Linked DNA regions of Zea mays: region 2 is linked to region 1. Evidence: chromatin contacts called from public Hi-C data. All regions are on one chromosome and are shown on one strand. Each heading gives the region's core, a stretch centred on a gene start, on an enhancer-like site or on the middle of the called end of the contact. The rest is flanking DNA. Distances are from core to core; before and after follow the strand shown.

Region 1 (3,595 bases), core at 529-3,028:
GTCCCCGATACGTGGGACTCGTCGTGGATGCACGCCAATATGCGCAGGTCGGCGTCCGGCTTGAGGTGCTGCAAGGTGCGCCGCTTGTACACGGCGTAGCGCCGCGCCGGATCGTACATACATCCCGCCACTGGCACTGACACCGCTGTGATCGCCACCGACGAGCACATGAGGACGCTGTAGGTGTTCTTGCCGATCAACTGCGAACAGAACCGATCAAATGTTTCAAGGCCGACGCAAAGAATGTGAACAAAAATGCAAAATTGGTTGGTGGTTGTTGCATTTGATTCTTCCATCTGCAGAGCTGTCGTATCAGCGTACGAGCGATCACCTTGTTTGTGAGGAAGAAGGTGAAGGTGATGACCTCGACGATGCCCTTGGAGCTCATGAACAAGCTGAGGGACACGGCGTCCCGGAGGGGGATCTCAAGGTACAGCGACGGCACCATGACGCCGATCATCTTGCCAAACCATCCGAGGAGCACGACTAGCTGCAGCCTGCCCCAATGCAGGGACCACACATCGGTGCTGAGGCCGGTCATGGCGTAGTACAGAGGCAGAATCAGGCCGGACACCATGGCGTCAATTTTCTCCCCCAGCGCGGTGCCGAGCGGCGGTCCGTCGGGGATCGCCAGCCCCAGCATCAGCGCGCCGTGGAACGAGTTGGTCCCGATAACGTCGCTGTAGAATCCGACAAGAAGCACGACGAGGAGGAAGAAGAAGACGTAGCTCTCGTCCACGGGCTTGCCCGGCGGCGTGCGCTCGATCACCTTGAGCGCGACCGGGCGCACCGCGAACAGTATGACCGCGCCGAGCGCGGCCACCGAGAGGAACGCCCAGAGCGACGTCACGGCCGAAACGAGGAACGCCTCGGCGAGGATGTACCCCACCATGATGAGCCACGCGATGCCGTCGGTGGTCATCGAGGCCGACATGGCGGTGCGGCCCAGGTCGGAGTTGAGGAGGTTGAGCTCTGACAGGATCGGCGACAGCACCGCGAAGGACGTGACCGAGAGCGACGTGGCCAGCGCGAACAGGAACGTGGAACGCCTCGTTACGTCGGGTTCCTCGACCATGGCGGCGCCGGATAAGCCCGCGGTGGTCATGACCAGCGGGAGGATGAAGCCGGAGAGGGCGATGATCACGCCCTTCTTGCCGGAGCGGACGACGAGCATCGGGTCCATCCGCACGCCGATGAGGAAGATGACGTACATGAGCCCGAACGTCGCGATGGTGTGCAGCACCGGGTCGCCCCTCGCCGGGAACACCGTCTCCTTGAACGCCGGGCTGCGTGACAGCATGGACGGGCCGAGTATGATGCCGCCCTGAAACACATCAGATAGAGCAGCACGTTTCAGTTGATTTGCGCCAAAAAGCTTTCAATCAAGCTGGTGAAAGCAAAAAAACGTTCATGGCGTCGCTGCAAAGTGCAAACTACTAGGATGGACGTGCCATGATCTCAGACACGACGCGGGGCTGCTTGAATGGCTTGAGAAGGAAGTAGAGGACGCGGGTGATGGCGACGATGAGGACGAGCTGCAAGCCGAGCAGCGGCAGCGACTCCTGCAGTGGGTTGCCTCCCTGGAAGATGTTCCGCCCGGCGCCCGTGATCTGCGGGACCACGTAGCAGTCGATGCCGTCGTCCATCTTCCCTGCGTGTCCCTGCCGGCGCCGACGACAATGCCCTGCGCCCTTTCTCGTCAGGCCGTGTCTTCCATGGCGGTCTGCACGGTGTAGTGTAGGTGTAGGCGGGGCGAGAGGCAGAGAAGGGGAGAGGAATGAGCGACATGCCAAAAGAAGTTTTAAAACTTCATAGCCTCGAGATTTTATTGAGCTCTGGTTGTTCGGTAGAGTTTCTGTGGCTGGAAAGCGTATGAATTTCGCGATAAAGATGGCTGCGTCGTGAGTTCAGGAATAGTAAATCTAAATTTGGATTGGGGAACTCATAGGATTTGTGCATCGTGTACTGCGTTCTTTGAGTACTATAGATTTGGAACACGCTTCGGAACAACCGTAAAATAAAATTCAATACAAATTTCTTTAGAGTATCGCGTACCCATTTGCCTTATAAAGTTGCCACAATAGCGTGCATTGTTGATGATTCAATGACTGTTTGTTTGTATTCCTCTCTCTCTCCTAAGACACAGCCCCACTACAAATGTGAAGATATATAAATGTGACATAACTTGTCGGACAATGTATTATCGTTGATTCCGGTGTACTAGTCATGAATATCATCTACGTGCTATGGATATGTATGTTATTCTTTGATATTTGTTATTTAATTATATGGATCGTGGATTCGTGGGTTGTACAGTATTGCTGTTATTCTTTTGATGTTTGTTATTTCTATGGCTCGGTATTACTGATGGCTTGTTTGCCTCTAGGCGTCAGATTTTGGGTCCCTGCTAGATTTAGGGGCAGAGACGAGTTTTAATCCAGCGTAGTCTTCAAATCTAGAACGGTTTTGAAGTTCGGGTTTCAAACGTGGGTCTAGTGGCGTAGCTAGGATTTTAGTGATGGATGGTCCAGTTAGATTTTTAATAATATAATTGCAACAATTGATAAATAGATATGAAATAAAAAAATTACCTGCACTACAATTGATAAATAGACAAAAATTCTGAAGCTCGGCGCTCCGTTCCGAGAGCATAGCCATTGCCTGGGTTGTCGCAGCAACGACGTCATCACGAGCTTGCGAAAGCTCTCGCATCTTGGCTTCCACATCCGTCTTCACCTCCTCTGCCGTTTTCGTGGCCTTCTGGGCTTGGGAAAACATCCTCTGGAGCTCTGGAAAAGGTAAAGGGCTGAGCAACCACGAAGAGCAGATGCAAAAGACATATAAGGACAAAGGAAAAACACCGACCCCTGGCTACGTTGTGTTCTTTCGAGAGCTCTGCGTCCGCCTTCTCCAGGTGAGTCTGAATACTTTCATGTTTGGATACAAACTACCAACTTTCATTACCAGATTCAATGGGTCAAATACAATAACCCTATCTTCTGGTATATATGAACTCACATTCGGGAATTGCCAAAGTATCTTCATCATAAATTTTCTCTGAAGAAGTACCCTCTACTACCACTAGTCGCAACTTCACTTTCCCTATTTTCAATGTCATCCTCACGCTGCAATCCTAGTTGAATATACAAAAGATATTCTTTAGGTACTCCAGTTTGTCCTTTCTCGTCCCATCTACTTTCAATCTGAATGCTACTCCGAACAATTTGAGATGGTTCGATTATAGCTAGAGCAAATGGATTGTCCTTCACAGAATCACAGTAAAGAACAATTTATACATTACCAATCATTACCAATTCTAGCAAATCAACCGAACTAGGAAGAACTTACGTGTGCCTCACCTCAGGTTCTAACCTCAACAATGGGTGCAGGGGAACTCTTGGAGACATTGTACCTGAAGGGGCGACACACGACGTCGCGAGCAGGAAGAGGGACCTCAACGACCACAGCAGGAGCTGAAGCCTCCACCGAGCCCACCAACAACGAGCCATGGAGCCGACGTCCACTCCCGGACACACTTAGGGCATGTACAGTGGTGTTTAATGTGGGGGCTCTTAAGGTGTTTTAGGGGATTATT
Region 2 (3,690 bases), core at 1,106-3,605, 310 kb before region 1:
GTCTTGATCATTCATTTTATCAAACTCATCAATGCAGACGACACCACGATCAGCAAGAACCATGGCACCAGCTTCAAGCCTTCTTTCCCCTGAACAGAAATTTGTCATGAGACTTTTACAGGAATACGACACCAATGCACATGCACTGAGTAGAGTTGTGTAATTTACCAGTCTCTTGATCAGAAGTCACAGCAGCAGTCAATCCAACGCCAGATGAACCTCTGCCAGTTGTTGATATAGCCAAAGGAGCAATGTTCATGACAGCTCTTAGGAGCTGGGACTTGGCAACTGAAGGATCTCCCACCATCATCATGTTTATATCTCTGAGAGCCAAAATATAGAAATAAATAAATAAAACACAATCAACAAAATCATGTATCTGTAATGATCTGAAACATCACTTACCCTCTCAAGTGAGTTCCATTTTTTAGATTCTTTTCAACACCACCAAGCATCAATAGTACTACTGCCTTCTTTATCCATAGATGGCCATAAATGGACGGAGCAAGTGAGTTTCCCAGTAAGTCAAAGGTGTCATTTCTCCTTGATATTTCTTTCATACGCTTCAAATCTTCCCGAGTATACACAGGTGCATTTGCCTCTTTGTTAAGAAGCGACACATTATTTGCAATAAGGACAGTTCTACAGACATAGTAATACAAAAACACGTCATACTTTCGAAATAGGTAGGTTGAAGCCAGCTTTGGTGAGGGTCATAGCTGAACTAACCTGAACACACCACTAACACTTCCCTTGCTTTTCCCTGGTAGAGCCTTGTACACACCAACAATTGAGACACGGTCGCCAGGTTTGCAACAATCTACAAGATCATCTTCTACAATAACATCAACAGTCCTTGGAAGCTGTCCAGGTGCAGAATTTTCAGGCACTTCTTGCATGGACAATGTCTGGTGATCCTTATATTCACACATTCCATACTCGGTGACCAACAAGTTGCCGTTGTCATCCTAGCCATTCCAGATTGAACAGCATTACAACCACAGTGCCAAAGGGGTTGATTGAATGAAAGTACAGAGAGCAAATAGTGGGAGCATACCCTTGTTGGATAAACAGAGCCAGTAGGCAAGCCTACAAAAGAAGTGATGTCTCTATATTCACGCGAGAGAAAGGCCCCAGTCACAGGGCAAAAGTGAACACTCTTAACAACTTTTGGCCTTACCAATGAACCTGTTTTTTTTTCAGAAGGAAAAGTAATATTAGCACCCAAAGGTGTGCAGATACTTCACTAAAAACATGGTGTCCACCAGTGCTTGAACACTACTAGTAAATTGCTGGCATGGAGTAATAATTTGAAAGACCAAGTAGTTAGCATCGGATTAGTATGATGTATAAATAGCACAAGGGATGAACCAACAGAGGTCAATACTAAAGTTTCAAAACTCAAGGAGCTCAGAAATTTTGACGTTATCATTCATGTTCACTTTTTACTGACCAGTTAACAAGGACAAAGACGCATTCTGCTTTGCAGTTTCCTTTACCACAGAGGTATCAATTGAATTACCACAAACCTTCTAAGCACCAGCAGGAAAAATGGTAGAGTTCAAAAGACACTGACAACACGACCTGGTACCGTGTGAAAGACGGGCACCCAACAAGCAATATATGAGTGGAACCAGAGCATGACAACAATGCGGTCCATCTGCTGAAAGGGAATGAGACATTACATTTGGTGACGATGCCCTCAACGCAGACCATGGTGCCGATGAAGGAGGACATGAGATCCCTGGGCGTGACCCTGTGGAACCCGAACGGACCCGAGAAGCCCACCATCACCCGCTCCCCTTCCTTCAAAAATTTGGGATCAAGGTTCTTCGCTACCTCCGAAACCGCGTCCGACGCAGGCTGCATATACTCCCCGGGGCTCCGAATCACCCTATTCACACGCAAGGGCAGACCGCATCAGTCAGGAAGGGAGGAACTTGCCCAACGTAGCAACAGAAACGCACGATCAAGGAGAGAGCGAGGGAAGGCAGCGGCTGCGCACCTGCGGGCGAGATCGAGGTTGTGGTTGCGGAGGTCGTCCATGCCGATGATGAGCCGGTGGCGCTTGTTCTGGACCATGTCGCGGACGGCCTGCATGTAAACCCCCTTCCCGACCTGCGGTGGTAGGCAGGAACGTCAGCCGAGGACCCAGCGAGAACCGGCGGCGGCGCTAGGGTCGGCGAGGGGACTTACGTCTTGGTCGAGGAAGTCGAGGAAGGCGCGCTTGTGCGCCGCCATTGCCTCCTCGTTGACGTCCATGGCTGCCTGCGGCTTCGGAGACGGAACGCGAGGCCGGAAGAGAGCGAGCGGGCCAGCGGGGATGGTACAGGAAAGGTCGGGGCGCGGGAATGGGGCTGCGGCAGGCGACCGGATTTGGATTGGGGTAACTGTAAGGGTGGGGGTGAAAGCGGCGTTTTGGCGGGAGTTAACGCGCAGTGTGGCGGGAAGATGTGGTCTTCGCGCGCTCCGGTTCGCGGACAGGGCCGCAGCCCGCAGGGACAGCAGACTCGTTGGGTTGGGTGAGGCGGCCACGCGGGCTCTCACATAGTCGGATTCCGCGTTCCATGGGCTTTGGATCACAGACCCTGTTTATTTTGTTACAAAACATTATGCACATGTGATCAAGCCCATCCATTAGCAGTTACTACCCAAGGGTCACACCCCTTGGGGAACCATGTATACACTTGTATATAAACTGCTCCTCTGCAATAAAGGACAACAATTCTGTCATTTGTTTCTCTCTCAATCTCGTTACCACTGAGTATACTTCAACACGTTATCAGCACGAGATTCTCCACTGAGTTAATCGGCAGAAGAGAACGAAACTACGCAGTCGCTAGAGCAGTTCTCAGCGACATGATGCTGCAGAGGTAATTTTCTAGCCTTAATCATGATGATGGATGATTGCCTCGCGTCGCATCAACAATGGCCAACCGCATTGGATACTGTCCCCAAGTCAGAAGAGCATGGCCTAAATCATGCATGAATGCATTGCTCTGACACTCACTTGCGTTGGACACAACAAAGATTAAAAATGGTACCGATTTATGCTTACTCGTTTTGTTATATTTGGTGGCAACAAAATCATCTTGTATCTATCGGTTCTCATCGGTGATGGCGCTGTTCTTGCACACATGTGTGCTGCAATCTAACGGACAGACGATGGTAGCGCTGCCCGCCAGAGAAGCCTCGCGCCCGCACCGCTGGGGCTGACAGGGACACGCCGGTGCCACCGAGGCTGCTGGGCCCGTGCCCACGCCGGGGACGCCCACGGCCGGACGGGGCCATGCCAATCGCACCGGCGCCGTCGGGGCCGCGCCGGCTGGCCGCACGCCGAGACCGTGCCGACACTTGGCCGGGGGCCGTACGCCCGCGTCTGGGCCACACCCGCGCGCTCGCCCGGGATGGCTGTGCCCGCGCGCCCCCGCGCCGTGCCGCGGGAGGCCGCACCCACGCCGTGTGCCCGTGCGTCGGTGCAGCCTGCACCGTCGTCGAAGGGGCCGCGCGCTTGCGCCGGGCCGAGCGGCCGTGCCGTCCTTGGAGGTCGGGCAGCCGGCATGCACCGAGCCGTCGAAGGCCGCGCCCGCGCTTAGGGGCGGCTGCTCGCCCGCCGGGGTTGCACGCCGGGGCCGCGACACCAGAGGCCACGCCCAGGAGACCGCACCCATCAGAGAAGGCCGCGGCTAG

The links. A called contact is a pair of places that touch in the nucleus more often than the background predicts.
Region 2: a contact with region 1 is called in a Hi-C map of ear, with 2.9 times the contacts expected there. The contact joins the promoter of LOC100193296 here to the promoter of LOC103635794 in region 1. A contact is called at or near these places in 2 of 25 Hi-C or Micro-C datasets (ear and tassel).

What each region holds. Positions count from the first base shown.
Region 1 is chr8:121,263,599-121,267,193 of Zm-B73-REFERENCE-NAM-5.0, reverse strand. It overlaps LOC103635794 (cation/H(+) antiporter 15), which reads right to left and starts at 1,778. Exons shown (of 3, transcript XM_035961755.1): 1 at 1,452-1,778; 2 at 332-1,324; 3 at 1-200. The coding sequence starts at 1,646.
Region 2 is chr8:121,572,820-121,576,509 of Zm-B73-REFERENCE-NAM-5.0, reverse strand. LOC100193296 (putative mini-chromosome maintenance (MCM) complex protein family) reads right to left here and starts at 2,355. Exons shown (of 16, transcript NM_001138435.2): 1 at 2,197-2,355; 2 at 2,006-2,118; 3 at 1,686-1,894; 4 at 1,058-1,188; 5 at 730-968; 6 at 406-642; 7 at 169-323; 8 at 1-89. The coding sequence starts at 2,262.